Regions from separate parts of the Nomascus leucogenys genome. Here region 2 is linked to region 1. A link is a contact called in public Hi-C data. All regions are on one chromosome and are shown on one strand. The core of a region is the stretch at or near the end of the contact, and the rest is flanking DNA. Distances in the headings are between cores, read along the strand shown.

Region 1 (6,067 bases), core at 1,061-3,560:
TTTATTAGGCAGGCAACAGCAGAACATCAGGAATTTGTAGTCAGAGAAGCAATATGGTTAGATGTGAGTTTTATAGACGGTTCTGATGGGGGAGGGTGGGGACTGTGCAGGTGTGGGTGAGGCGCGACTGGGTGAGGCGCGACTGTTGTCAGGCCAGGGCCAAAGGCGCTGGGGTGAGAGGATGGTGTGTGGATATGACGCCCTGTGAAGACACACCTGGAAGGTCATAGGAGTGAGGGGCAGGGATCAGCCTTCAGACTCTTAAAGACTATCCTGATCCTTTGTGTCTCCATGAAAAAGCATCTCCGTTCCCTCTGCTTGGCTCCAAAAGTAACCAGCATCTTTCTTCATTCTTGGGCACACATCTGACTCCTCGTCTTCCAAGCTATTCTCATGCCAGGATCAGATTTGCCATTAGATTATGACTTCCATTGATATGTTGAGATGTGGAGTAGAAAATGCCGGGGTCCACCCTATGGTTTTCTGGGGTCCCTGCCTCTCCAGCCCCGGCAGAACTTCTGCCTGGCATCAAGGGTCCTGAGGAAGGCTGGCTAGCTGACTCAGACCTGGGGACCCCCACTTCAGAACCCTCCACCCCTCCAGTTGGGTATCTTCAAAGGAATCTTTAGTGTCACAGACCAAGTCAGCAGGGGCTGGGAGGGAGCCTGGAGCTTTATTAACTAATCTCTGGTACTTGAGTAATTTATTATGTTTAAGCTGGTGCCATCAAGTCTCTCAGCAGTGCCCGCGTGCGCTGGGAAATAAATTAAAGGCTGTCCAGAGATACTTGCATCATCTGCGTGATTGCTGGGCTGGTGAAATGGAGGTTTAAGGCTCTCTCTTCTTGCAAATTGGAAATTAGGAATTAATAAGACAGCAGGCCAAAGAGCTTCGGTGGTGGTGGTGACTTGGCTGCAGGGCCAGGGCTGGGGGAGGGAGGGCTGCCGCCAGGGAGGGCAAAATAGCAGATCCCAGCCAGAGTTTCCAGGGCATGGGTGGGCTAGATCAGGGGGCTCCTCCTGGGCCTGCGCAGCAGGTGGCAGAGATTTTTCCACCTCTTAAAAAAGGTTAAATGGGTAATGGAAAGAGCCCTAGCATGGAAGCCTGAAGACTTGTTCTGGCCCCAGCCCTGCCACAGCCCCTCTGTGACATTGAACAGCCTCTTCCTGTCTCTGGGCTTCAGTTTCCTCATCTGCTACAGGAGGAGGTGGATTCAGGCAGGGCCCACTTATCCATGAGCACAGCAGGCATGCAAAAATGTTTTAATTTCTTTTAAAGTCAGAAGAGAAAGAATATGCTTTTAGGTTGAGGAAAATATTTTTCATATATAATATTAATGCATTCCTCTTGATACCAAAGCAGTCATTATATAGTTCTGCTCTGTTTTCCAGGCTGGAGCGCAGTGGCATGATCTCGGCTCACTGCAACCTCTGCCTCCCAGGCTCAAGCCGTCCTCCCACCTCTGCCTCCCAAAGTGCTGGGGTGCTGGGATTACAGGCGTGAGCCACCTTGCTTGGCCATAAAATAGGATTTTAATACGAATTTGTGTGTGTGGAGGAAGAGGCCCATGAAGACGAAGGTGCTAAGGGTCCCACAGAACTCATGATGCAGCCTCTGTTAGATGAGAAGATCCCAAAGGCCCTTCCTGCCCCAGTACACTTGCCTGTCCCATCCATTTGCCGACTTCGGCTTATCCCAGCTCCGGTGAGCTCCCGGAGCAGGGACTCATCTTCCTGTCAATCCGCCCTATTCCTGCGGTAGGAGCGGTATGCATGCAAGGAGCCACAGTCAGCCCCACTGTGGGCGGTGGTGGGGCCAGGAATGGAATCCAGGCTTTGGGCCTCTCCATGGCCCCAAGCTGCTGCTTCCTGATAGATGCCCGGGGAAGGGGCGTGTGAGCCCCTTGGGAGCCCGAATCCCTTCTTTCCCAAGTCCCTCGGATCAGGCCTTTCCCAGGGGTCTTCTGCCTCCGCCCTTGAACCCGATCCACCCCTACCTTCTGCTTTCCTGCCCTCACAAACTCAGCAGTGCCTACAAAGGCCCTGGGCAGGGCTCCGCGCCTTCAGGGTCTGCTCTGCGGGAGCCCCTGGGCACCCGGGTATGGGGCCCTCGGCGCGGGACAGCAGGGCCCTCAAGAGCCCCAGCCTGTAGTTGGGTGGCCTCACCACCAGGTGGCAGGCTTGCTCTACACTGATGCCTCGGCAGGAGCACTTACCTGGCAGTGGCCGCAGGGGTCGGAGGATGCCAAATCGGCCCGCGGCTGGGGGATTATTGAGGCCAGGGCCTGCGGCTTCAGAAGCAGGGAGGAGGTCTCTCCACTCGGCGTGGAGCTCCTGCTGGGATTCTCTCTCCAAGGGCACCTTGATCTCCTAGAAGTGCCTCCAGGCCGCTGTCGGTGTGGGCCAGAGTGCGCCCCCTGGAGGAGGGAGGGCTGAGTTGCCTCCCCGGGGTTTGGTGTGTGCGCGGTTGGCTGGAGGGCTGGGGACAACAAGAGGGACCTGATGGTATCTTTGGAGGCATCCCAAGGACCCTGGTTCTGCACAGAAAGGTGACCCCCATCCAGCTGGCCCTGGTTTTAGGCATGGTGAACGCTTGATTGTGGTGTCGGCTCCACACCCACCACCTAGACCATCCCTGCTGTGGGCAGGGCCCCTTGGGAGGCCCACTGGCGGCAGGGCAGCCTGAGCGTCATCCTCTCGCCCACCCCTCTGACCAGCACGGCTGCGGCACTGTCCCTCCAGCACCCTGGGTTGTCCCCGAGGGGCCCCAGGAGCCAGGGCTCAGGCCACACTCGAGCCCAGGGCCCTGTCTTCCCCAGGAGCAGAACAGGAAAAGACCCAGGCCCTGGTCAGTAGAGTGCCAAGGAGAAGAGATGAGAGTGAGGGGTGAAAGACAGACATGGTGGCAAGCGAAAGTGAGGGTGGCCACGTCCTGCGGGGCTCCCTGGGAGCAAGTGTGAAGGCCTCAGGTCCTGGGGAAGAAAGTGGGAGGTCCCTGCCTCTGCTGGGCACTTCTTTGTCTCAGGCAGCAGGCGCTCTCCCCAGGCCTAGAGTCCTCTTGGGGTTCCTGAGTGACATCTGGAATGCCCTGTCCTGTCACTAGCCAGCCAGGGCCTGAGTCAGAGCTGGTGACTCACATGCTTCTTTCTGTGATGTCTTGGTGCCCTTTGTGAAAGTCAAAAGCCCCAGAAGTCAGCCCTGGGCCCTTCTCCCTGTCTCCCTCACCTGCCTGTGTGCCCTCCTTGGTGCACTGGTTCCCAGCCTGCCCCCTGTCCTCCCCACTCTGTGTTGGTTGAGAGATCTGCTCTCTGCTCTTGTTCCAGAAATACTGATGACTTTTTTGTGCAGTGCGCTCTGTCCCACCCATTCCAATGGCATCCGATTTCGAGAGCTCATTTTGAGGCTCAGTGTCAGCACTCACTCAGACCCTTCCTCCGAGGCTTCCCTGTGTTCTTGGGTCAGGAGGATCAAGCCAGGCCTGGATGGGGAGTCAGGTTATGGTACAAAGGCTCAGATGGTCCCCAGGGTCTCTCACCCTTATAGATCCATGAGGACAGGTCTGGAGTAGAGACTGGGAGAGACAGAGAAGAGGGAAAACAGAGAGTGCCATGCTGGGGAGGGGAGTGGTCTGGGAGCAAACAGAGAAAAAGACAGTAGAGGGATGCAGAGGAAGAGAGGAAGACAGAAGAAGAGTGTGTGTATGGGAGACAGAGAGAGGGAGGCGGAGAGAGAGAGAGACAGAGAGAAAAGAGACAGAAAGAGAAAGGAAGAAGACACAGAATAGAATAACCAAAAAACAAAAAAAGAATGGGGGAAGGATGGAAATTAAATACATTACAAACTGAGGAAGGAGGAAAACAAAAGGAAAAAAATAGAAAATACCCAAAAGACAGAAAGGATGAATGCAGAGGCAGGCACACACAAACATGGGTGTGAGCAGCTGTGTGCATGCAAACACACACACACACACACCACACACACACACACACACACACACACCCCTGCACTGGTCACCGCCTTGGTCCTGTGCTGATCCTGCCTTAGTGTCTCTCTCCCTCTGACCTGCCTTAGGCTCCTAAGAAGGGCGTGGCCTCCTGGTGTTGCCTGTTCCCTGGCCCAACCCCTCCCCACCCCCAGAGATTTCACTTAGGCTGGGATGCACAGAGGAGGCCAAAATCTTTATGCCTCACACTTGTCACCCAAAATTGGATCTAACCGCCTCTCTCCCTTCCTCTCTCCCTCTTAGTTTCCTTAGTAACTGACAGTTCCCCAGTGAATGCCAGGCCCCGGGTGACAGACCGCTGTCACCATCACAGAAGCACTTTCTCTCTCTCTCTCTCTCTTTCTGTCTCTCAACTGTCCTCCTCAAAACCACATAGACTCACAGACTTGGGCGGGGGTGTGGGGATGCCTGGGTAGGCTCAGGGGTAATTAAAACATGTACCATTTATTCCATAACAGGGAGCAGAACTTTAATTACTCACTCTGAAGGTGAGGGCGTGAGCAAGGAGGTGGCTACTGGGGGGTTGGGGAGGGGGCTCAGAACGTGTCTGCTTTTCTTCTTTCCTTTTCCATTTGCCCAACTTGGATTGGAGAGGTGGGAGGTGGGTCTGGGAAAGTTGAGGGGGTGCTGAGTGCGTGTGGGGGAGAAGCAGAGGGTGAAACCTGATTGTGTTCATTAAGGCAACACAAAACTGGGAGCGGTAATAATAATTAAATTAATTATAAAAGCAATTTGCTTTTGAAAATTTGATTTGACAGCTTACTAGTGGCTGCACTGATCTAGCAGCTCTGGCTTAAAAATAGTCAGAACAAAAACCAAGTAGAAGAACCATCAGCTAATTTTAATTAGATGCCAGAATTGGTAAACAAAATTCCACACCACCCTTTCATTGTGGCTGACTTCGATTTAAGGAGATGTTGGGATTGATTTGGGGAAAGGCGGGGAAAGGAAGGTGCCTTTTGGAGAGGGCATGGAGACTAGAGGGGTCTGAGCAAAGGCAGTGACCCTGGGGCCTGGTCCCCCTCCTCCCCACCCATTTTGGAGATGTCAGCTCTAAGGGGTTTCCATGGCTCCTCCCTGTGTGACCTTGGTAGAAATGGCTCTGCCTCTCTGGCTTGCTGCAGTGGCCCTCTGTGTGTGTGTGTGTGTGTGCGCGCGCGCACAGATGTGTTGGAGAGGGGACATCACATTGACAGCATCCACTGATCCAGGAGAAATTCAACCAAGAAGGGCAAAGAAGGCCCGTGTAGAGGGTTGGCCACAGGCTCTGCCCTGCCAGGGCTCTAGAATGCTTAAAGGTCTTAGGAAGCTGACACATCTCCAGAAGTTTCAATGAAGACTGAAGGAGGACTGGCTTCTGGCAGGGAGAGGCTGCTGTCTCTTGTGGCCCCGAGGTGTCTGGGCACCATGCTAACCCCTGCCTCCAAGCCCCATCGTGACATCTTCAGTGCCCTTCCTCGTCTCCCCAGCAGTGCATGCATCCTGCATCCACAGCTCATGACTCCATCAAAGCACTGCCCTCCTGGCGCTGTCACTGTCAGGGCCAGTTACTCCTCTTCCCTGTGGCTTGGAGAGCCCTCTCTACTTCCTGCCTTGGGCAGGGATTTGATTCATTCCAGGGTTCCACTGCCCAGCACAGTGCCCAGCATATAACAGGTGTCCAGTAAGTGTTGGTCAAATGGAACAAATCACCAATCATGACCTTCCTAACTACCTCTTCCAGCCAATATTTCATTACCCTCCCTTCCTCTCCCTCCCCTAAACCCACATTGCCCTTCCATCCATTCTCTTCCAGTCTGCTGCACGCTAAGGACTCTCTCCTGGGCTACCCATCCCTGGGGCTCCTCTCCTTCCTCCTTCCCTTTGCTCCCTGTGCCCTTGGCTGGCACCGTTGTCCACCCCTCAATGCAGCTGCCTGCAGGGTCTATCCCACCGCCTGCTTTGTCCTTAGTGCTCACATCCGTGCCCCTGGCCGCCCTTGGGGTATGGTGCCATCTTTATATGCATCACTCTTAGGATGCATCACTTGCTTTATTCAACAGGGTTTCGTGGGGGCATCTGAGTT
Region 2 (6,067 bases), core at 2,247-4,746, 960 kb after region 1:
CTTAACTTATAAATTAGGCACAATAAGAGGTTAACAGCAACAATAAAACAATTATATCAATATGCTATAATAAAAGTGATGTGAATGTGGTCTCTCTCTCCAAATATCTTATTGCACTGTACTCATCAATTTTTAGACCCCCATTGGCCCAGGGTAACTGAAACCATAGAAAGTAAAACTACAGATAAGGGGGGGACTACTGTATCGTCACTTGTGATTGACTTAAGGTTTAGTCATTGGTTGGTACCACAAACTTGGCTGATAATATTCTTCTTTTTAAAGGGAAATGTGATCAATTCTTTATGATGTGGAGTTTAGGTCCACAGTCTGGTGAAGAGTTTGAATTTGCTGCCCTTAAATACTACATCACTGTAGTTCTGTGTGATGTGTCCTGTACAAACATGCAGAGTAAACATTGTTCCTTGCCTTCTGGTTTCTTGAGCACTAAAATACACAGTGTAAATATGCACAAACATGTAGAAGGACATATAGACAAATACAGCCTTAGCCAAGTCATGAGAGATGCAGCTGCAAGAAACAGGCTCATGCATAATGAACATTTATGCTATGGCATAGCTTGTGTTTTTGCATCGATGAGCTGTACGAAAAGGAAGGAACCTCACTTCATTTTCATTCAGTTAGAATGAAGGCCCACTGGTCAGTTTTTTGACTCAATTCAGCTGATTGTTTTCAAAATAACCTGTTCTTTTCTAAGAGTTGTGTGTAGGGACAGCTGCACTCTGATGAAATGACTGTGAGCCTATACGCTAACTACTGTACTAATTTTCTGCCTATATTCACTATGTGCCCAGTGACCCTGCTGATGAATATTTTAGACATCTTCATGAATAATGTTACTGCCCACAGGAGAGCTGCTTGCTTGTTTGTAAAGCTGGAAATGCTATCAAGATGATACCTACTCCAATTCTATATACCAATGTGAAAATACTAAAATACCTAAGTAAGGTTGTTAGTCAAGATTGTCTTTGAGGAATCGTGGATGCTCTGAAATTGGATGCCAAATTTTACATGTAGGTGGATGCGTGTTTTTGAGAAAACGCCAGAGCTTTTATCAGACTCTCCAAAGGGACTGTGATCTCATAAAGACTAAGAACCACTAGATAAGCTTTATAGTTTTGAAAGTGCTTCTCCATACATTTTTATTTGATCCTCCCAGTGATTTTGAGGGAGGCATGTTGGGCATTCTCTCTCTTTCTGTCTTTCGATCTCTCAACAGAAGAGCATGACTCAGAGCTTAAGTGGTTTTGTGCTTCATCCTGTAGGCACTGGGAGCCTTTGAGGGTTTTAAGTGAGGAAGTGATCTGATCAGATCGTCCTTTAGAGAGATTGCCCGGGTGGTAGTGTAGAGGATGTTTTAGGGGAGTAGGCGGCTAATTAGGACACCATTGGGAAAATCAGGTAAGAAAAGATGGTTGGCCCTGAGTTTGTTGCAGTCAAATTGGAAAAGAGGGGAGGAATTTGCTAAACAGCTTTGATTTTGAAGAACTGATGGGACATCAGGGAGAAAAGACCAGTAAGCAATTGGAAGTTCTAGTCTGGGACTGGTGAGGTGAGGAGGACCTTGCACAGGGTGTATAGAGTGAGAAGTGAAGAGTTCCTGGGGAGAAAATGTCAGCTAGTGTTTGGCTGGAGTGATGGTCTTAGGGAAGTGCAGGGAGATCCAGGAGTGGCCAAGGAACATCACTTTTGCCCCCCATTCTCTCTATTCCTGGGTTGACAAGTAGGGATTAAATATATTTTTTAACCCTTTTCATTTACTATCAGATTATTTCTATTTTTATTTCTCAAGGACTTTAAATTTATGAAATTTACAAAAATCAGTCATACCACTCTAATCTACCTTCTGCTCAGTGGAGGCGTCAAGCAAAGGATGGGTTAAGGGTACTCCCCTATAATCGATATGATCTCCATTCTTAGATGTGGAAATTGACACGTTATCAAGCATATGTAAGTGCCATACCATTCCAACTTTACATACCTCTCACCACCCCTGCTGCACCTCACCTCCCTAATAACACTTCTGGGACCGTGGTTGCTTTAAGATCAGCTAACTTTTTCCTCAGTGATTCAATGCAGAATCCTCAGTAAGTACAGCATTCCTTCTGATGGCTTTACTAATACCCAGATCTCCTAGTTCTTTAAATCCCTCAACTAAAATGACCTTCATCTTCATTTCACTTTGGCTGTGCACACACATGCCATACCTAATAGATCTGCTCCATTTTGAATATTTCAAACTCTGTTAGACTCCTCTTTGAAACAGCCTTCTAACTTCTACCTGCCCCATCCATGTTTCTCCTCAACCTGTCTTCTCTTCCATTCTTTGTTCCGTCCTTGTTTTCCAGTGTGGGAAGATAGGGGAGGGAAGAGGCTGGCAACTCTCTTCGAATCCCTGCTTCCGTACTCAGCCCACAGCTAATCAGATGGTTCAATAATGATTGTGCTTACCCTGCAGACTTCCTCACACAGTATTCTTTGATAATTTCCAACTCAGGTTCTTTTCCTGTTTTTTTTCCCCTGCTCTTACATTCAGGCACCTGGGCATTGTTAGTAAATTTCATAAAAACTGGGACAATTGGATCAATAAATGTATGTAGAATAAAGAAATCTATCAGATCCTTCACCACGCAGGGGAGGGGAAGCTTAGGGCTGTGTTGAACTCAAAAAAAAAAAAAAAAGGTATATATTTCATTTTAGTTACATCTCAACTAACTGCCTATGTGAATATTTGTATATGTGTCACCTGATAGTGGTCAGAAATTTGGGTCCTTCATACCTTTATTTCTATTAGAAAATCAGCCTTTGTACCCATTTTTTTTCCTTACAGGTATAGACTTGGTAAAATCTTGATAAAAATTTTCTGCACATATTTACTCTATTTGAGTTAGGAACTGGACTGTGTGAATGCTTTTTCTTCTAAGCCATGAGTGATATTTATTTATTTTATTTTTGTCAGTTGTTTCCATGGTTCATGAATTCTTTATTATAGTAGGAGTCATCAGTTGGATGGAGAATCATTGAAATTGTAAGTTTAGGACATTAGTTGGAATAACCTGAACAATGTGCTTACCTTTTGGGCCCTTAATTTAATTTAAAATTAAATGAGTCTTATGATGGCAAGCTTCACAGATCTGCCTGCAGGGCTTTCAGAATGGAAATGTGTGTCTCTGTGTGTGGGAGGCTCTTTTGTTGAGTTGGAAAGGCTAGGAAATCTTTGTCTAAAAACACTCATTGTTTAGAGAGCATAAATAACTGAACATAATGTTAGTGAGAAGTTTCATTTGAGATTGAACCACTGACTTCCAAGAATATAGCAGAGTGAGTGGAAGTGCTATGAACAATGTCTTCCTTATTTCCTTTAAAATACCCATGAAATTGTCTTAAAAAAACCAAATCCCCAGAAGTAACTACAATGAGTGTCAGGCATTGAGCCCATTCTAGTTTCTGGGAGGAATTTTTACGTTCTTTCCTGTAGTTGAAATCGGATGGAGTTGCCATTTCTTCACCAGGTCCCCCAACCTGCAACCTGATTCCTCCTCCTCACTTCCCTCTTTCAGCCACTAGTCATGGAATCCTGCTCAACATGTACAGGCCTGTTACCCTTTTGTTCATGTCCAGTGCTGCTGAGTGTTAGTTGATTGTATAACAGCTGCTAACATGCTCCTTCTTTGACTTACTCAGCTTCTGGATGGGGTGGAGGTGGTTCTCATTGAACTGACTCCTGGCTCCCACTCAGGTTCTGGACTGGTCTGTGACTTTAGGTGCTTGAAAGTCAAGAACCAGGATTTGCACCTCCTTCCAATCATCCTTTGGCTCCACTTTGAACACAAGGGCATCTGCAAAGATGTCTACATTCAGTCACTAGTGTGGGATTTTCTTGTCTCCTCCGTTAGACTAAGCTCCATGAGGGTGGGGAAGGAAGAGATGAGGGTGGGAGTATGTATATTCCTTCTCACTGAATCCCCAACACCCAGAATAGTACTTAGCACATGTTGGGTACTGAAGACACGTGTCAAACTCATTAATGTAACTCAATCGTTGGGAAGGACTTAAAAGCAGTCCTCAAGCATGGTAAGCACTAAAGGCCAAGGTCAAACAAAGCCCAAGGATGTAAAAAAGAAATGAAATCACATATTATAGATGAATAATTAAAACAAAATTCTACAGCTCCAAAGCAAAGAAATTGTAGAGATCTGTAGCAATATCTTTCTGAAACAATTTTGCTTTATGAAACAGTTATAAAAGCTCTGCTTTGTAAACTCAGTAAGATACCCGAAGAGTTTACATCTAGTAAATGAGAATTTTAAAAAGAATAAAATGAAATGAAAATTATAGTAGATAAAATCTCCATTGTAAATAAAAAGCTGACTGTACTTAGAAAATTCATCCAGTTGATATGGACAGGAGGCAGGGAAATACTGGGTAAAAGAGGGTGGTTCCCTGGCAAAAGCCCCACTCTCAAGCCCAGAAACCCATGGCCCTAAATAGGAACAGGACTTCCTGTTTTCACACTCAAATGTTCTCTTTTGGCCTGCTGTACCCTCCATCCTATACCCATATAAACCCCAGACCCTAGGCTCCACAATCAGAAGAGCAGGGGAGCAGAAGAGCAGCAGTGACGTGGCAGAGAAGGAGAGAAAAGAAGGAACATCTGAACACCGAGAGGAGCTCAGCTGGGGATGGCTGGAGAGGAGATGGGCCATGGAATGGTCAAACTTCAGAGGAAGATCATCTTCCCACTCCATCTCCTTTCCAGCTCCCTATACATCCTGCTGAGAGCCATCTGCATCCAGCAATAAAATCCTCTGCATTTACCATCCTTCAGTTTGTCTGTGTGACCTCATTCTTCCTGGACACTGGACAAAATCCCAGGTACCAAGAGGGCACTGAGCTGGTTAACACTTAAGCCGTCTGTGGACAGCGGAGCTAAAAGAACAGCGTAGCACACCTACTGGGGCTTTGGGAGTCACAGGCACCCAGCCCTAGATGCTACCGTGGGACCAGCTCCCAGAAGTGCTCTCCCCGGCTCCTGCACCTGCCCGTCTGTGTGCTCCCCCTCCCATAAGGTGTTCAAGCATGCAGCAGCCCAACAGTTGAGCCACACCCCAGTTGCATGTCTTGTGAGGGGGGTCAGGGAACTCTCCCGTTTCACAGTGATAGAGGATAGACTTCAAAAAAATGCCCAGACTGCAACAAAGAAGCCTAGAAAGATACAAATCCAACCTAAAACCAATGGAGATTATTGTGGAAGACACAGCAAAACAATCCACTGTGATAACTGTTGGAGGGACATTTTTCAGTTCTAAAAGACCTGATCTTGGGTACCGATATACTACACTACATTCCAGGTACAGTTTCTAACTATTAATCAACACCGAAAAATATTCAGATTTTTTTTCTAACTAGAAAACTTGCAGGTAGAGTAAGGAAGTATAAAAGTGCTAAATTATTTGTCCTTCATTTAAAAGAGACTAAAGTGATCTTTTGGGATTATGTTGAGAGTAGTTAAATAGCAGTTGAAAGTTTATTAAAATTTATTTAAATTTAATAGTTCATTAAAATTTATTGAAAGTTTATTAAAGTTATAAAAATAACTAATAGAAGTAAAAAACGGGATGCCTATAAAAATTAATACAGAAAACAGAATCAAATAACACACCATAATCTCATCCAGCTACAGAGAAACAGAATTGTTCTACTTTCTTTCCTTGTCTCTCATTTACATCTTCTTAGCACATCCCATAAGATAGACTGACAACTTTCTTAGGGACTTTTTTAGCCTACTGAAAGTTCTTTTGTCCCCCCAAAAGAGATTGGATCATATATATATATATATATATAGTGTGTATGTGTATATATATTTATATTTAGATAGTATATAATTAATTTGACTCATAAAAATTATAACATTCCTTTCAAACAACTCTGTGATGTAGGCAGACAAGGGAATTTAGCACATAAGATATTGCCTTGTCTTTTTGCAAAAGTATGTGATTCACCTGTCATGGTGCATGGTAGGCACTAAAGAAATACTTGTTGAAGGAAT

The links. Hi-C and Micro-C count contacts between places; a contact is called where the count stands out from the background.
Region 2: a Hi-C map of a lymphoblastoid cell line shows a contact between it and region 1, with 11 times the contacts expected there. The contact joins two enhancer-like sites. A contact is called at or near these places in 2 of 4 Hi-C or Micro-C datasets (both in a lymphoblastoid cell line).

Annotation. Positions count from the first base shown.
Region 1 is chr15:18,550,226-18,556,292 of Asia_NLE_v1, forward strand. No RefSeq gene overlaps it. Among named protein-coding and RNA genes, the nearest start is that of BUD13, 490 kb to the left of the region's middle. Within about 2 kb of position 2,311, the one cell type or tissue checked has an H3K27ac peak away from gene starts, as active enhancers do. A contact at or near this core is called in a lymphoblastoid cell line, where this site is marked.
Region 2 is chr15:19,508,920-19,514,986 of Asia_NLE_v1, forward strand. All of the region lies in intron 1 of CADM1 (cell adhesion molecule 1), which reads left to right. Among named protein-coding and RNA genes, the nearest start is that of CADM1, 180 kb to the left of the region's middle. Within about 2 kb of position 3,497, the one cell type or tissue checked has an H3K27ac peak away from gene starts, as active enhancers do. A contact at or near this core is called in a lymphoblastoid cell line, where this site is marked.